Linked DNA regions of Danio rerio: region 2 is linked to region 1. A link is a contact called in public HiChIP or PLAC-seq data. All regions are on one chromosome and are shown on one strand. The core of a region is the stretch at or near the end of the contact, and the rest is flanking DNA. Distances in the headings are between cores, read along the strand shown. Region 1 holds the start of dcaf5 (ddb1 and cul4 associated factor 5). Region 2 holds the start of srsf5a (serine and arginine rich splicing factor 5a).

Region 1 (3,553 bases), core at 82-2,581:
AGAATGTCCAAATGTGCAAATACAAAACTGTCACCCCCAATATGCTTTTTAAGGTAAAGTTGGTTTTATATTATCATATTTGTCCAGTGAGAACTTGTGACATAGTACCTACCGTGTTTACCAAGCTACTTTGGAATATTCGGTCTGAAATCATGACTTTAAAACAACACTAGCACCATATATTTGACTGTGAACAATGTTGTTGCCTATTTTGATAGTTACTGACTGCTAAAGTGATTTCATTATTTAAAATCTGCAAAGAAGACTTTTATGAAATTCTCCTTGATAATATAAAGTCCAAATCTACTCCAATATGCTTTTTAAGGTAAAGTTGGTTTTATATTCACACATTCGTCCAGTGACAATTTGTGACACGCTCCCTACATTGTTTACCAAGCTACTTTAGAATGTTCAGTCTGAAAACGCATGTAAACATGACTTTAAAACAACACTAGCACTATCTATTTGACTGTGAACAATGTTGTACTTTGATAGTCATTGGCTGCTAAAATGATTTCATCATTTAGAATTTGCAAAGACTTTTCTGAAATTATAATATTAAGGAGAAAGTCCAAATGTGCAAATCCAAAACCAACTTCACACCAATATGCTTATTGAGGTAAAGTTAGTTTTATATTGGCACATTTGTCCTGTGACAACTCGTGACACAGTACCTACATTGTTTCCCAATCTACTTTGGAATATTCGGTCTGAAATCGCATGTAAACATGACTTTAAGACAACATTAGCACTATTTATTGACTGTGAACAATGTTGAACTTTGATAGTCATTGGCTCCTAATATGATTTTAAAGAAGACTTTTCTGAAATTATATTATTAGGAAGGAAGTCCAAAAGTGCGAACATAATACCAACTTTACCCCAATACGCTTCCGTTAGCAACTGCTACCTGCCGCTGACCCACATTCAGCGAGAACCGGAGAATCTTACCGGACACCAGCCACTGGCCTCCATTGTTGGAGAACTCGATGGCGTTGACGCAGCCGAAGTGTCCGAGCATGTCCTTCTTGTAGAGGCTAGAGCAGCCGGACAGTCTGCGGCGCTGGAACTCCTCCTTCAGCTGCGGGTGTCCGTCGATCGTCCTGCGGGAGAGAAACCCGACGGCGCTCCGCATGCTGCAGCCCCGCGCCTCCTTCATCTCTCCGCCACAAAATGAGTGTCGACGCCGCCGCTAGAGTGTCCCGGCCGGCATGGGCTTGAGCTCGGGTCTGGTTCGGTGAACTGTAGCTCGGCTAGACGGACTACTTTTTACATGTTTGCTCGGTAAAGCGTGAAAGTGCGCAGCAAAAACAGAGGCTTGTTTAGAGTCCCACCGACCGCCGGCACTTCCTGCTCCGGTGCACGGCTGATGACGTCACGAGAAGAGATCGCTTTAAGTTCATTGTAGCAAAAAATAACATGATGCATGAAAACTGATGGAAACGTTTCCGAGTGTTTATATAAGATGATATGAGATACCTATACTACTATTGTGAATTCGCAAATCTCTAAATAAAAATGTTTAAAATAAATATTAAAAATATATTTGAAGACTTCTTTTAAGTTCCAAAAGACTAAACTTTCATGATCTGACATCTTTATACTTCACCACTCTTTTTCAGAACACTGGATTACCATTTCATTCATTTCAAGTATAATAGAATTTTGTCATCTTGTCTTGGCCTACATAAAGGGTTCGTGTTAACTGCAGGTGGTTTTTATCATATGATTCTGTTTATTCATTTTCTTTTTGGCTTAGTCTCTTTATTATTCTGAGGTCACCACAGCGGAATGAACCCCTAACTTATCCAGCATGTTTTACGCAGCAGATGCCCTTGCAGCCACGCAACCCATCACTGGAAAACATCCCCACACACCCATTCACACACAGACTACACTACGGACAATTTAGCCTACCCATATCACCTGTACTGAATGTCATTGGACTGTGGGGGAAACCGAAGCACCCGGAGGAAACCCACGCAAACACGGGGAGAACATGCAAACTCCACACAGAAACAGCAACTGACCCAGCCGAGGCTCGAACCAGTGACCTTCTTGCTGTGAGGTGATTGTGCTACCCACTTTTTTAACCCATAAATAAATGCAGTGTAAATAGACATTATAAAAACTGTTTATATGATATTTTACTAATATTAATATAGCTTAATTCTGATACTTCGTGGCATAGATTCAACAATGTTCTGAAAATATTCCTCAGAGATTTTGGTCCATATTGACCTGATAGCATCACGCGGTTGCAGCAGGTTTGTCATCCCAGATGTGCTCCATTGGATTGAGTAACTGTGGAGGCCATTTGAATACAGTGAACTCATGATGATTTATCACATGGCGCTTTATCCTGCTGGAAGTAGTCATCAGAAGATGGGTACACTGTGGTCATAAAGGGATGTACATGGTCTGCAAAAATCCCCCACACAATTACACCACCACCACCAGCCTGAACCGTTGAAACATGGCTGAATGGATCCATGCTTTCATGTTGTTGACCCTAAATTCTGACCCTACCATCAAAATGTTGCAGCAGAAATCGAGCCTCAACAGACTAGGCAACGTTTTTCCAATCTTATATTGTACAATCTTGGTGAGCCTGTGCATATTGTAGCCTCAGTTTCCTGTTCTTAGCTGACAGGAGTGGCAACCAGTGTGGTCTTCTGCTGCTGTAACCCATCTGGCTCAAGGTTGGACGTGTTGTGTGTTTAGAGATGCTCTTCTGCATACCTCGGTTGTAACGAGTGGTTATTTGAGTTACTGTTGCCTTTCAGCTGGAACCAGTCAGGCCATTCTCCTCTGGCATCAACAAGGCATTTGCACCCACAGATCAGCCACTCACTGGATATTTTAAATCAGCAGTTTCTGAAACACTCAAACCAGCCAGTCTGGCTCCAACAATCTTGTCACGTTCAAAGTCACCTAAATCACTTTTCATCCTCATTCTGATGCTTAGTTTGAACTGCAGCAGATCGTCTTGACCATGTCTACTTGCCTAAATGCATTGAGTTGCTGGCATATGATTGGCTGATTAGAAATTTGTGTTAATAAGCAGTTAGACAGGTGTACCTAATAAAGTGGCCGTTTTGTGTGTGTGTGTGTGTGTGTGTGTGTGTGTGTGTGTGTGTGTGTGTGTGTGTGTGTGTGTGTGTGTGTGTTTGTGTGTGTGTGTGTGTGTGTCTGTGTATGTATGTATATATCTATACATTTATTTATATATATTAACACATTACCACCTGAATGTTACAGATCCACTCAAATAAAAGTAAAGTCACACAAAACGTTTTAGCATTATAAATCCTCTGATAATAAGAGAAATATTTCTCTTTGTACAGATAAAGCCTTTTGGATCAAAGCTTTATTGAAACTTTACGTTTCCAAAATTTTATCTGGTTATCCAAGTGCAAATCAAAGTGCCAACATCGGTTTAACATTCAACCTAAAAGACAAATCACAAGTAGAAGCAGAAAAAGCATCTTAGTGTGTGTAGTTTTATTAAATTCCAGTTAAGGAATTACAGTGGTAGTATTTTTTCACCTTT
Region 2 (3,282 bases), core at 129-2,628, 96 kb after region 1:
CTGATGCGAGAGGAGAGATTCTCCACTATGATTCTGTGCTCTGTGCGCACTGGTGGTCCATACCTGTGAAAAGGGCAGGGGTCAATTCGAAGGACTGAATCATACGGGAAAAATACCAGTACTCAAAACGCAAACAAACCTGGAACCGCCACTGCGGGACTGACGATAACCTCCAAAGCGTGGAGAGAAACGACCTCCCATTCCTGGGCCACCACCTCTTCCTCTGCGAGAGCGGGCATGCTCAATGGTCACCCTAGAGTCAAGACAGCAGCATTAAGCAACAGTGAAACAAAACTGATCTATTGTTATGCTAACAGTCAACAAAACTCATGGGATATTTCAATGAAAATTATTTTCATGACTCGTTAAAACCAGTGTACGCAGCACTGGATTCAGTCTCACCTCTCACTGCACAGCTCTTTGCCATTCAGTTCATACACTGCATCATCTGCATCCCTGTAGTCGTCAAACTCCTGTAAACAAAAACAGACAGCAGGGGGCAGTAAGACACTGACTTCACTTGCACGTCTCAAGCAAAAAAGACCCTCAAGTGTCTTAATACTCACCACAAAGCCAAACCCGTTTTTCAGGTTAATCTCTCGGATACGTCCGTAGCCTTTGAAGAACTTCTCCACATCTCTTTCACGAGCATGAGGGCTCAGACGGCCAATAAACACACGACATCCACTCATGGTGATGAAAGTTTTTTTTAAATATCTGGGTTTAGAGAAAGGCAAGTTAAATCAACAGTTTGGCAACAACTATGAACTGTATGGAGAAAAAAAAAGTTCACGCGCCGCCCTGTTGGTCATTAACAGAATAACCGCTGGATAATCATTTGTAAAAGTCCAGTCAGTCCATGTAAATCATTAATAAACATCACGACAAACTATACGTGAATCTAGGACAAAAAAGGGTTTCTGCTATACCCGGTCCTCCAACAAACATTGCGTGAGCAACAACGGCTTTACTGAAGCGTTTGATTTCCCGCTTACGTTACAAAACGGCACGTTTCTCTGCAGAACTTCATAATTTGTATTTAAACAATTACTACACACACTGCAACGGTAGGTTACTGAAAACACAAATTGATACTAAGTTACAAATAATAAATTCTACAAAAAAGTTTAATAACTTTGAGAAAATAATCCGCATCTAACGTGACAAACACGCACCAGCCTCGCGGCCGAGGCCTAGCCCACATGCGCAGAAACATTTACTTCGATGTCAAACCATAAAAACAAACCAAAAACGTTAAAACGAAGAACATTTGCAGCAATAAATCTAACATGAATAACAAATCTAACAATATAACTAAAATAAAAGATGATAACTAAGGAAATCAGCTACGTCCTCTCACCTCTGGATACCGAACAAAATGGCGTTGGCCTCGATACTGGAGAACGCGGCCACGCGCAGAAGTATATATATGCGTGTTCACGCGCGGGGGGAGGGTAAAGGCGAGGCTCGTGCATGCGCACGTAAACCCATCGAAATAGGAACCCATCTATGGTTTCAATTTCACATACATACACTGGTTGTGGTTCGTCACAACACAGCCCTTGGTTTATATTCAGTTGTTAACGTTAGCCTATATTTTATACTTTAGCATCTGAAGTCAGTTTATGGAGGATTGATCTAGTCTGGAAGTTATCAGGAAACTGGAGACAGACATCACATGAGCTAAGCAAAGGAAGAGTCACATGAGAACAATGACTCTTGGGATTAGGTGTGAATTAATTTAATCAATGTTTAAAAATAATACAGAAATGAGCATCTCCACCCAGTGACAGCAATGAAGTTCTGGAGAAAAACACTTTTAATTTCTTTATTCTCTAATCATCTGTAAATATCTGAAATCATCCATCACATCAAAACAAGAAGTACTAATCGAGGCTAGAAATGGCATCAGTGGGGAAAGCCTATAAAACGAGTCTTGCTGAACTAGTAAAAGATCACAGTTGTGGACTAAATAAAACAAAAATAACATTATAAGAATCAGGCTCTAACGGTTGATAAGATCTTTGACAAAACAACAGTAAATAATCATATTCCAAATATAAAATTCAATTATATAAATACGTCTCCAAATACATCCCACAGATTTGACACCCATGTTGCCACCTACAATGCCATGCCATCCTGAGAGACAGAGGGGAATATGGGCTTCTAGAAGAGATTTGCAAATAGAGAAGCAAAATGGCACAGAAGCATCAAAATAATACTGAAAGACGAATCATTTACTCTTATATATACCATAGTCAGGGTATACCACATTTTTAATATTTATAATTTATAATGAAGATTGCCGTTGACCTTTTTTAGCTGACAAAATTTTCTACCACTGTTTGTGGTAAGTTTTAAAATTGCCAAATTACCGACCCATTGAACAAACTGTACAACTGTTTGACAACAAAAATTTGATATTGTGCACACCTTAACTAAGGTCTAAAGCCTAAAAAGGCCTTTAGTTGTGGCCTTCAGTTGAAAACAATTCACTACTTTTAAAATCTGAACAGATTTTAAAACACTAGGCATCATACACTTGCTTTGTTACAGAGAAAATCTGGGCATCATACATTAAGGAGTACATGTACCACCAGACTGAACACACACACAGAAACGTGTGTCATTAAACCAGGGCTTGTTCGATATCCCCCAACTTGGATGTAATCATAATCTGAAGCTTTTTTTTTACTCTTCAGACTGGCTTTGGTTTTTGGCAATTGATGCTGACTCTTCCAGACATAGAACCGGGGAGTATGTCTGTGCAAATGTAGCAATGTGTGATTACTGGACTATTTATTCAGCCTGTACGTTTAAAAGGCAGATAGCACAATACTGAAAGCCAAGAGTGACCATTAACACCTCTGCAACACACATTCCCTCTCTTCTTAACCACTCAGCTGTTGCATTCAATCACAACACAGTAAGACAGTACTGATACCAGAACTGATGTGCAGACCACACCCACACTTACCCACCCTACCCCCTCAACATCAGCCGCACAAATGCCCCCTTTGTGTCCTCAACGACAGGGCAACAGCACTCTTTTGTTTCAGCTGAGTCCAGCATATCAATGGCTTACAGTTAAAAGGCTGCAATTTCCAGCTGCGGTCAGTGGTTTCGTCGGCCCTTTTCAAAGTAAATTCATCAAAAACCTTGCACCAAAATATAAAAAATAGCAAAAGAGAATTCATAAAATGAATGTAAACCAAGATGACATAAGATTGACATCGTGTAATTAAATTAAAGCAGATTTATATTAGTAAAATCATGGAG

The links. HiChIP or PLAC-seq counts read pairs in DNA pulled down with a chosen protein or histone mark.
Region 2: an H3K4me3 HiChIP or PLAC-seq map of embryo shows a contact between it and region 1, with 4 times the contacts expected there. The contact joins the promoter of srsf5a here to the promoter of dcaf5 in region 1. A contact is called at or near these places in 2 of 4 datasets of contacts at active chromatin or transcription factors (embryo and gastrula embryo).

Annotation. Positions count from the first base shown.
Region 1 is chr13:39,903,464-39,907,016 of GRCz12tu, forward strand. dcaf5 (ddb1 and cul4 associated factor 5) reads right to left here and starts at 1,332. Exons shown (of 8, transcript NM_001077552.1): 1 at 952-1,332. The coding sequence starts at 1,159.
Region 2 is chr13:39,999,766-40,003,047 of GRCz12tu, forward strand. It overlaps srsf5a (serine and arginine rich splicing factor 5a), which reads right to left and starts at 1,379. Exons shown (of 8, transcript NM_200867.1): 1 at 1,361-1,379; 2 at 567-717; 3 at 403-473; 4 at 140-253; 5 at 1-63. The coding sequence starts at 692. LOC794838 (deubiquitinase DESI2) reads right to left here. Exons shown (of 7, transcript XM_073920182.1): 7 at 1,726-3,282.